Regions from separate parts of the Mus musculus genome. Here region 2 is linked to region 1. The links are chromatin contacts, called in public Hi-C maps. All regions are on one chromosome and are shown on one strand. The core of a region is the stretch at or near the end of the contact, and the rest is flanking DNA. Distances in the headings are between cores, read along the strand shown.

Evidence for each region. Hi-C and Micro-C count contacts between places; a contact is called where the count stands out from the background.
Region 2: a contact with region 1 is called in a Hi-C map of uterus, with 2.4 times the contacts expected there. A contact is called at or near these places in 12 of 484 Hi-C or Micro-C datasets (the HL-1 cell line, Sertoli cells, cerebral cortex and 4 more) and 1 of 130 datasets of targeted methods (embryonic stem cells).

What each region holds. Positions count from the first base shown.
Region 1 is chr19:23,860,410-23,866,331 of GRCm38.p6, reverse strand. All of the region lies in intron 1 of Apba1 (amyloid beta (A4) precursor protein binding, family A, member 1), which reads right to left. Among named protein-coding and RNA genes, the nearest start is that of Gm34076, 54 kb to the left of the region's middle.
Region 2 is chr19:24,087,046-24,092,967 of GRCm38.p6, reverse strand. Gm41824 (a long non-coding RNA gene) reads right to left here. Exons shown (of 3, transcript XR_877775.1): 3 at 2,203-2,736. Among named protein-coding and RNA genes, the nearest start is that of Gm41824, 9.1 kb to the right of the region's middle.

The sequences.
Region 1 (5,922 bases), core at 877-3,376:
CATAGCACCTTTAAGGGATATTTCTGGAACCCTCTGGAAACACTTGCTCACGTTTCAACCACCACCACAGAAATTACAAGTCATGCCTAAATATTCCTTATGGCAGGTGGCAGAGGCTCTTTGCTTCCCCGCCGCTTGTTGGCTGAGTTTCTGCTACTCAGTGTAGCTGAAAATAATACAAAAGTAGTCGATTTCAACACCCTCTAAGATTCAGAACAGACATTCTAGCACTCCGTTATACGTATGCATCCAAAAGGCTGCCATATAGCGAAGTGTCTTTAGACAAGTTCACAATGACACAAGCAAAGAGGGTATATATGAAAATAAAATTCACAGAAGAGCTTCCTGTCAGCCAGCATCCAACCACAGTTTCTTGGCCCATGCCTCACCTGACACACAGGGGTTCTTAAATCTTGTGCACAGTAGGACTGCCCAAATAAAAATGTCCCTACTATAGTGCCCAGTGTTAACACGGTACACGATGACGATAACTACAAGATATAATCAATTTAAAAACAGGACTTTAAAGTGCCCGATTTAGCATCAGCCCTCATCTTCTAGGGCATAGTACTGACTCAATCTTCAGAGAATGGTGCCCAGGTACCTGCTGCAAATAAAGTGATGAATATGAACGTCCACCTTCCTGTCTGTCCATTCTCACCCAGGCCTGGGTGCACAGCCTAGAATCCAATGTGAGGCTCTTTAGTCAGCCTCCAAGACACCTGTGGGGGCTCCGCAGCTTACTGCAAGTCTCCGGTCTCTTCCTCTGTACCACCCTCAGTACTCTAAGACTGGCACCTGCCCGCCTTGTTCATTCCGCCTACACTTAGTCAGCTGACCCATCAGGGGTCTTTCTATACAAATTTAGGAAGAGGATTAAGATCTCACTTCTCATTGGCTGAGTTTCTGAACAGAACAAAACCCACAAGGAGCTGTACTTTATCCAGGTACACAAAATGGGTTTGGTGGGTGTGCTACCAGGCACAGAAGTGCTAAAAGAGAAAGTAAGGGCAGGCAAGAGGAGCCCAGAACAAACAAAACAAAACCAACCCCGAGCCTGAACCCCAATCCCAAACTGTCCAGACCTGCCAGCAGCAAGAAGTCTGGCCCCTCTGATGGCTAGGCTGCAGTTTGGCTCATGGGACCCATAAGACACCTGCATATCCTTCAGGTATCTGCTTTCTGCTCTTCCTTCCTCTACACTATTTTTTTTTTTTTTGAGCTGGTCCTATTGCAAACAATAATTCTAAGCATTAGAAGCAGGAATGCAAGGTCTTGGTGGGCGAGAAACAACCTCGGATGCCCTGGGAGATGACGTCAGACAGACACAAAGCTTTTACATCTTTTTGTTCTTGTTCTTTGCCACGTCTTTGATGGGGCTCTCCCCTCTGAGAACACAGCAACAGCAGGCACTAAGCCCCTGCTAGAATTCATAACCGTTCTAAACTCCAACCCACAATGGTTATTCTACAGCCTCCTGGCTCCTGCTATTTTGGGCTCATCCCTTAAATGATTTTTAGATGCTAGAAAGAGAGTTTGAAAACAGGATGTTTAAGCCAATTAGCTTACCGCTGGGTGACCTTCAACAAATTGGCTTTTAAATGTCATGGAAGACCCAGGTGGAAGTCACCTCTTCAGTGGAAATAAGGAACATGTGAAGAGACAGCGAGGCTTCCGCTGGTGGGAACGTGTCTTTATCCTTCTGGGATTTATACATTTTCTGATGTGTGATGAATTTTGAAATTGGAAAGATAAATCTACTGCCTCCCTCCCGTCCCCTAGAGCTGAAGACGGAACTCAGGGCCTTGCATTTGCTAAGTAACCTCTCTAGCACTGAGATAAGTCGCCAACCCCAAGTTAAATTTACTTTAGAAGTTCACAGTTTGGACTGAGAATTCTTCAGTTCAGCAGTACGGGAGTGTCATTTCTATTTGGGGGTAGTGTGGGTACCTTTTGTCCTAGATTCTATTTGATCATTATGAAAATCATTGTTTGGCCTTTCAGACAAATCCCCAAGACTTAGAAAAAGTGTAACCTTTCTGACCAGCTCATTCATTTACTCTGCTGTGACATAACTGGCCAGCTCATGCTGCAGGCTTCCTTTCCTGGCCACAGTTCTATTCCTTGAGGAATTGCTCTATGGGGCATCCTGCCCGGGCTGCTGTGGTTTAATTACAGTTGGAGACTTTGAGTAGGGAACTGGGGAGACTCTCACTTAATAGATCACTTGTGCGGCCAAGCATGAGCAGGGAAGTTCGTCTTCTTCCAGCCTTGCATTCACAAGCTCTGGTGTCTTAGGACACTGCCAGTAGGTTCAGCTTTGAAGTCTAATAAAGCAAATGGAAGTTGATAAAAAACAAACTGGGCATGGGAGCTGACACCTGTAATTCCAGCACTCATGCAAGCTGGAACAGGAGGATTGCTGCCAGTTCACAATCTGACTGGGTTAAGGTGTGACCCATGGATTATGGACATCGATGGTCTAGATGTCCATAGGAGGCCCCCTGTGAACATGGCCCATCGTCTTTGAGCTCACATGAGCCCAAAATAAACCTGGATTCTCTTACCAAAGAAGGATAATTATAAAGAGAAGAATGAATCGCTTATGTCAGCAACAGAATGCTAATAGAGCTTCCTCCCTCCCTCCCTCCCTCCCTCCCTTCGTTCCTTCCTTTTTTCCCCTTCCTTCCTTCCTTTTTTCCCTTCCTTCTTTCCTTTGTTTTTCTTCCCAGAGGGTCTCACACCACAGCCCATACAGATCATGAACTGGCAGCAATCCTCCTGCTCCAGCTTGTATGAGTGCTGGAATTATAGGTGTCAGCCACCATGCCCAGCTTGTTTTTATAAACTTTCCATTTCCTTATCATACTTCAAAGCTGAGCCTACTGGCAGTGTCCTAAAACATCAGAGCCCACACAGCCTTGGCCAGGCTGGTGAATGCAAGGCTGGGAGAAGACAGCTTTTCCTGCCTGCTGTGTGTGCTTGGCCACAGGAGTTGCCTTCCCAGATATACCCACCATGTGGGGTTCCTTTCAAGGAAAGACCTGTGAAGTGCTGGGCTAGGCAGAACAACAGCCACCACAGATGTCCACATCAAATGCTGGGGGCCAATCACGTGCTGCCCTGTACCACACAGGGCTTTTGTAGTTTGGGAGAAGGGAGTAGATACTGAGATGAGATTATCCCAGATTATCAGGCTGGACCCAACCTAATAACAAGCCCTTGAAAGGGGAGGATTTTTCCAGCTGTGTCTGAGTTAGAGACCAAAGAAAGAGCAGAGGTTTGCTGGCCGAGGCTAGCTTGACCCACAGCTGACCGGGAGGATAGAGGAAGAACATCAGGTCAAATGTTATAAACATCTGACTATTGCCCTCTGCTGACAGCCACCAGGAACTGGGGACATTAATCCTACAACTCCAGCAACTGAGTTCTGCCATCCAGAACAAGCAAAGAAACAGACAGACCCTCCCTGAAGCCTGCAGCCAGGAGCAGAGTTCCCAGCTATGACTCTGTGGAGCCCGTGTCAGGTTCTGGTTTGGAAATCGATACATTTGCCATGTTCCAGTCTTAAGAACATAGTCAATTGTTACAGAGGCACAGGGAATGAATACACACGGGCCGGCAGGAACTATTTTGCCTATTAGGTGCCTGGGGATAAGGAAATGCCCCTGGATCTGCACAGAACAAGCTAACGGGGGGAGAAAGCTCTCAAAGGGTAACAGGAGATGCATTGCTTAAGATGAAAGGAGGTCCAGGGCACCTGAGTAAGTTTCTTGCTATGTCTGAAAAATAAGACAGGCACTGCACATATTTGTTCATTGAATAGCTACCATCTGGGGTACACAGAGGGCTCAGGCCCAGGGCAGGCAGGTGAGTTAAAGGAGCCGTGATGCCTTGTGTGTGGGGACTAGAGGGAACATAACCATGCCAGAAGCTTTTCAAGTCAATTTGAGTTAAAGCAAGGCACCAGGCGAACAGTTCTAACAAGAGGCTCAACAGAGCTGCAGGACTATCCGTCATTTCTGCCAGGGCCACCAGGAGAGCAAGAAACCAGAAGATAAAGTAGGGGGTGAAGGGGGAAGCCTGGAAAGGTACCCAAAAGAATACAGAGGAGGAGAGCGGAAACCAAACTGCAGGAGAGAGAGGGCGTGGCCTCGCGGAGGCTGCCTCTTTCCGATGATGTCCGACTGGGTCTGCCACGCACAGATGCCCCAGTTAGAAACTCCTGTTCACCCACCCCACCCCACCCTTTGTCTCCTTTGAGGCAGACAAGGTCATCCACTTCAGATCAATCTGGACAAGAAGAAGCGGACATCTCTTTTTGTCGCGGAAACAGTTGGCGAGACAGGAAGGCGGTGGAAGCCCTGAAAGGCCTGAGGTTGTGGGCACAAAACCTCCCAAAGGAAGAGCAGAGACGCTTGTCTTCATGGAGGGCAGAGTGAAAGAGAGCCCACGTGGAGCCCTAGGGACAGCTTCAAAACTCTACGAGGCTAAGCGTAGAAAGGGAAATGAGTTATCCTTACGCAGCCGCAAGACCACGCTTGGGCTAAGCACAAGCCCCCAGTCTGTCCTTAAGGCAAAAGATGGGGCAACGGTCTCAGCAGCCTGCCAGTCACCTGAGATACTGCCTGAGGGAGGTCAGTAACCCTGGCTCTCACGTTCCTGGTACCTTGGGAGATTTTTGTCTTCTTTCATTCTAGGCCCCTCCCACCCAAGATCCTCCTCAAAGCTACAAATCTCACTTCCCACCAGTTCGATTCACTGAGTCATCACTTCACATCCCACCATGGTATATACATTTTAACTCTCAGGTTCGTCACTACTCAGAAGTGGCCAGGTTTTTGTTAGCGCTCCATAGCCTCAGTAATGGTGTCAGGCCTTGAGACCTCCCCTTGAGATGGATTCCACTTTGGGCCTGTCGCTGGACCTTCTTTTCCTCAGGCTCCTCTCCATTTCCATCCCGGTAATTCTTTCAGACAGGAACAATTATGAGTCAGAGATGTGATTATGGGATGGCAACCCTATTTCTCATTTGATGCTCTGTCTTCCTGCCGGAGGTGGGCTCTATAAGCTCCCTCTCCCTACTGTCAGACGTTTCATCTAAGGTCCCTTCCTTTGAGTCCTGGGAGTCTCTCACCTCTCAGGTCTCTGGTGTACTCTGGGGTCCCCCTAACCTCCTACTTCCTGAAGTTGCCTGTTTTTATTCTTTCTCCTGGCCCTCGGGGTGTCAATCCTTTTTGACTGCCCTCCAAAAGACCCAACAAGCAACTGAAAGAATCAGATGCAGGTATTTGCTCCCAACCTATGGACAGAAGCAGCTGACCCCTGTTGTTGAATTAGGGAAGGCTGAAAGAAGTTGAGGAGGAGGGCGATCCTGCAGGAGGACCAGCAGTCTTAATTAATCTGGATCCCCGAGATCTCTCAAACACTGGACCACCAAACAGACAGCATACACCAGCTGATATGAGGCCCCCAACACACATACAGTAGAAGACTTCTGGGTCTGTGTTCTTTCAGAGATGATGCACCTAACCCTCAAGAGACTGGAGGCTCCAGGGAGTTTAGAGGTCAGGTGGGGTGGGGAGTGGGGCATCCACGTGGAGACGGGGTGGGGTGGGGAGGAGGTCTGGAGTATGGAGCAGTCGGAGGGTGGATGGGGTGGTGGAGAATGGAATATCGAGTGTAAAAAGTAAATTTAAAAAAAAAGTGGCCAGGTTTTGCCCTCACCGGATTTCGAGTGCCCTCTTGTGGTGAGAGTGTGTAATTGTAGCGCGAAGAGCCCCAAGTTGAACTTGATTCCAGTTATACCAGGGTCCAAAAAGAGAAAGGGAAGACAGCTTCTGAAATAAGTTCGTAAAAAAAATAAAAAAATAAAAAAACGCAAAGCAAGGCAAAGTGTAGAGTCTTGCCTGTACACTTGAG
Region 2 (5,922 bases), core at 1,253-3,752, 230 kb before region 1:
TGTTCACTTGCTTCATAAGTGAACGCTCACCTATTGATCAGTTTGACTATGTTTATTTCTCTATCATGTTAGATGCGCTCCTTTTATCTAAGCTGTGCTTTGTGTGCCAGCCATCACGTCAGCCCTCCAGCAGGTAGATTCTCAGCACTGGAATTAGCAAGGTGAAGTGGTGGACTTTTAAGGCTTGTGTTTACTACTAGGTTGCTTCCTAGAAAAACTCAGCTGTGTGACAGTTTAGGAATTTAAGCTCTCCTACAAAACCTGTATATGTTCCAGATGCATGAGAATGCTTGAGCCCCCGCACACTCCTGATTTTTGTTTTCCTATCTTCTGGCAAATTTTTTCTCTCTTCTTTGTCAGTTCTAAAAGCCCCTGTGATGGCTAATCTTAGTTGTCAACTTGACATACTTGGGAAGAGAGAACCTCAAAGAATTGCCTCAGCCAGCACGCACACGCCTTTAACCCCAGCACTTGGGAGGCAGAGGCAGGTGGATTTCTGATTTCGAGGCCAGCCTGGTCTACAAAGTGAGTTCCAGGACAGCCAGGGCTACACAGAGAAACCCTGTCTCGAAAAACCAAAAAAGAAAAAAAAAAAAAAAAAAAAAAAAAAAAAAAAAAAAAAAAAAAAAAGAATTGCCTCTACCAGACTGGCCTGTGCATGAGATCTTGATTGATGATTCATATGGGCGGGTCCAACCTGCCGTGGGCGGGTCCAATCTGCTGTGGGCGGGTCCAGCCTGCGTGGGCAGTGCCATGCCTGCACAGGTGGTTCCTGGTTGTATGAGCAAGCTGGCTTAGCAAGCACAAAGGACACAGATCTCCTCGGGGCCACTGCCTCAGTTCCTGTCTCTAGTTTCCTGCCTCGAGCTCCTGCCCTGGCTTCCTGCAGTGAAGGGGTAGAACAGGTGGGCTGAAATAAAGCATTTCCTCTCCAGATTGCCTTTGGGAATTCAAACGAGGACAACCCCATTTACCCTTCTAGGTCTAGTTAATACTTGGCCTACCATAGTGTCTCTGATTTTCCCAGTCAAACTTATCAACTCCTTTAGCAATCGCATGGCTCTTCATGTATGCCCATCCATCTATCTATTTTCAAGAGTAGTCTAGCATGCTAGAATACTTCATACATGTGGCCTTCACTCACACAGAAACATACCATATACATAAATAAAAATATAACTCACAATTTTAAGAAAGGAGATGGGCTGGAGAAGAGGTTGAGCAGTAGAGTGTATGTCTTGCCTTCAGAGCACCTGAGTTCAGTACCCAGTTCCCATATTGGGCAGCTGACATCTGCCTGTAACTCTACTTCCAGTGGCCATTGGTACCCATACAAGTTTAGCATTAACTTACACACACACATGCACAAATAAAAATAATAAAGATTAATTAAAGTAAAATACTCTAATCATCAACCACAGATCTGTTGCCCACCTGTTTCTAATTACACTAAGGAAGGGATGCCTATATTTGCTTTCATGATGACCACAGTTTGTGGGACATATGAAGTGGATAACGTTTATCTTTTATCACTCTTAATAGGAAGTATTCTTCACATGTTTTGAACACTTGCTCCCTAGCTGGTGGCAGTACTAGGGGAGGTGGTGGAAATTTTAGGAAGTAAGATCTAGCTTGAATATGGTTACTATGGGAATGCTCTTGGGAACTGTATCCACCCCTACCTCTTTCTGCATCCTCTGTAGTCTCAGTATTTTTCTGTGTTCCCTGCCTCCAGTGTGCCCTGAAGAAGTCCTGCCAACACACACTCACAGTAGGCGAGGAGCCAGTGGTTACAGCTGATCCCTCTGAAAAGGTGAGTCAAAATACAACATTCTTCCATGACATTGTCTCTGTCAGGCCTTTGGTCAGAACTGTGGGGGAACAAAACCTAACTACAGCAATCTCAAAGGAGAGTAAAGCCGGTAACAAACTTCTTACACTATGTTCATGTCAACTTCAACAAGTGACACAGTAATGATCCACGCAAGATAAGTATTGGCAACCATGTTGATTAAGCCAGTTAAAAGTTTTAAGTCCTTTTTATTGATAGCCAGACCACGAAGAGCCGAGTTGTGCATATGAAATCTCTTGGTACCCAAGTTCAGTGGTACAGAATTTTGTAGGCAAAAAGCCACAGACCATAATTTACATCCAAGTTGGATGAGGGTCAGAGTAACCTTGAAACATTCATTCCTGGCAAAGCATGGTAGTTATCTTAGACGTAACATGCCATTTATCTTTTTACCTATATTTTTTTCTAATTACTTTAGCTTAATTATTTTGGTTAATACATCTGGATGGGTCATGGCCAAGGCCATGAAAATGTCAACTATGTTGCCAAGGCAAATGTGATCACTTCAGGGAGGTCAGAGGGCTGAGAATTGCCTAAGCAAATATAAAATTGAGTCATAACAGGACCGAGTTACCTTAGTCATTTCAACATCAGTTTATGAGCTGAAAGTGATTAGAAGAAGATGTGCAGAAGAACTGTGATGCTTTGGGAGTTGTGGTACATACCCATAATCCCAGCCCTAGGGAGGCTGAGTCAGAAGGTTTGCATGGTTAAGACCAGCCTGGGCTATAAAGTGATCTAATAAACCAATGGGAAAAAAAATAAAACAACTGTCATGAATTTAGCATGACCAGGCAAAGACTGGCTAGTGTGTAGAGTTAGGATCTTCTTGTATCAATAAACTGGGCATGTCAAACATTCTTCTCAGCTCATTATGAGGGGACCTAGAAGTTAAAATATAAGAAAGAACATGAGGAACAGTGTTTGGGTGTGGGAGAGATGGCTCAGCAGTTAAGAACATCCGTGCTCTTGTGGAGGACCCAGCATCCATTATCAGCACCCACAGGGCAGTTCACAAACACCCATAACTCCAGATCTAAGGGATTTATCTGACCCCTTCTTCTGACCTCTGCCAGCACCAGGAGCTAATGACATAGTGCACATACATACATGTAGGCAAAACATTCATGCACAAGATACATCTAAAAGAAAAAAAAGAAAGGAAAAGACTGGCATATGAATGAGGTACATTCAAAATTACTTAATCTCCTACAGAGCAGTAAGTGAAAACCTCTGTGAGTTATCTATTCCACCAGACAGAAACTAGGCATGCCTTTCAGACAAACATCTGCACACCAGTGTTTAGATTTAGAAACTTGGATCAATGGTGATAGCATCCGTCCATCACTGTGTGAGTCATTATACTGAGTAATCTCACATGCTATTTTGTGGCTCGTTATAAAAAAATCAATCTTTACATTTGGATTATAGCAGGAAGGAGTGTTAATTAGAAACGCTTACTGCATGCTTCTGTCAATAAACGTAGACATTGTAGACTGGCAATGACTTATTCTCTGCCTTTGAGAAGTTCACATTCTAGATGCTTTTGCTTGCATTATTCATTAGAGTGTGGGATTTTTCTGGTCTGAAAACTTGCCTTGGTCTATAGCCATGCATAGTAGGGTCCAGAGCAGTTTCTGGCTTCTGAGTTTAATTTCCCATCTCCTCATCTAGCAGTCTTTTCTAGAGAGTTTCTTGAAATGGTGTGTTGAACCTATTGTATAGTTTTCTCCTTCAAGAAATTGTAAGGCATTAATGTGCTTTAGAGAACCTAGTTTATAAAATGGCAGAAAGTAATTTTTAACAGCCACGGAACAAATCTCATTCAGGAACAGGAATTTCTTGGCCTCCATGGAACAATGAACTTTACAATGACGGGCTGGTGAGATGGCTCAACAGGTACAGGTACTTGATGCCAAATCTGATAGCAGTTCCACCTCTGGGTCCCATGTGGTAGAAGAAAGAGAACCAACTCTCACAAATTGTCCTCTGGCCTTGCATATGTGCTGTGGCTCACACGTGTGCTCACAAGTATACACAAAATAAATGCAAAGACATTTTAAGGATTAATTTTAACTTTAAGCATATGGGTGTTTTGCCTACATGCATGTTTGTGTATCACATGCATGCAGTGTCTGAAGAGGATGTCAAACCCTTGGAACTGGAGTTATAGACAGTGGTCTACCATGTTGGTTCTGGGAGTTGAATCAATCATCTGAAAGAGCAACAAGTGCTTTTAACCATGGAGCCATCTCTTAAGCATGCATATATACATATACACATGCACACACACATACACACACACATACACACACACACACACATACACATACATATACATATGTGTATATGTGTATACATGTATACATGTATATGTGTATATGTGTATGTATATATACACACACATATTACTGAAAAATCAAATTTTAGATAACAACCAAGATTTCTTTTTCTTTTACAAAGGGTAGACTAGGTAGTGCTGAATGTGTGTTTTTTCACAGTAGCAGCAGGCTAGAGCTGAGTGGGTAGTGTTATAAGCCAAGGCCTTGCCCAGACTCCTTTACAGAGCTGTATAGACAGATAAGGCCAGACTTGCCCACACTTGTTCACCTCTTTCTATTTTCTTCTATTGCCTTCCAGTGCCAAGCAGTGAATAGCATCCACGTAGCCACAGGGAAGCCAGTGTTCTGAACACACACACACACACACACACACACACACACACACACAAGCAACAGTGTACCTCTCTGGGAAAGTTCCCAGCATTCTCACAAAAGAAGCCAATACCTCTCGTCTCTGAGTGCTGTACTTTAGATGTGTTGGAATGAGAAATAGAGATAGGGTGGGCAGCTGCAGTTGATCCTCTGTATCTATGGATTCCACACTTTGGGATCCAACAAACCACAGATTGAAATGTTTGTTTGTTTGTTTTAAATTTTAGGGACCAGCAGTTAAGAGTTCTTGGTGCTCTTGCAGAGGACTTGGGTTCAGTTCCCAACACCCATATGGGGGTTCACTACTCTCTGTAAATCTAGTCCCAAGGGATCCAATACCCTCTTTGGCCTCCTCTCTCTAGTATCTGGCACACACATGATGCACATATATAAATGCAGGCAAAATACATACTTAAAACAAACATAAATAACTAAAAAGTAATAATACAAAATTTTAAACCAATGCAGGTATGCTGGTGTTTGCCTAAAATAGCAGCACTTGATTCAGGCTAACCTGGGCTACACAGTAAGCTCTACTTTTAAAAACTAAAACTAAAAGACAGACAAGCAAAACTAAACCAAACCAAAGCCCAATGCAGTAAATATTTATGTAGTATTATGTTGTGTAGGAATTTTAAGTCCTCTAGAGATAGTGTCAAGAATAGAGAGAGAAGCACAGGTTATTGCAAATGTTGTGGCCATTTCATATAAGGGACGTTAACACCTGCAGCTTTGCATATGTGTGGGGAGTCACGAAGCCGCTCTCCCAGAGAAATCAGAATAGCAAGGAACAGTTGTGTCTTCTTGTGGCTGTATCAGTTTCTGTTCTGTTGTTGTGACCAACAGCAACATGACCATAACCAAAGACAACTTAAGGAGGAGAGAATTTATTTTGTCTTATAGACAGGCATGGCAGAGGGGTGACAGCAATTGGCAGCCATGGCAGCAGGAGCCAAAAGCTGAGAGTTTACATTCTTAAGGGCAAGCATGTAGCAGAGGGAGCAAACTGGGGGGTAGATCAAGGCTATTTTATTTCTATTGCTCTGATAAAACATGATGAGCCAGGCAACCCTTATTTGGAACGTACAGCTCCAGGAGGCGAGGATTCCATCATGAGGGAGAGCATGGCAGCAGCAGGCAGGCAGACATGGCTCTGGTGCAGCAACCCAGAGCGCACATCCACATCTACAAGTCGGAAGGAGACTGCGCTAGGGATGCTGGGAAGCTTGTGAAGCCTGAAACCCCACCCCCTACCCCCGTGCTGCTTCCCAAAAGGCCACACCTCCTAGTCCTTCCCAAACAGTTCTACTGACTGGGGATCAAGTGTTTAAACATAAGAGCCTATTGGAACCATCT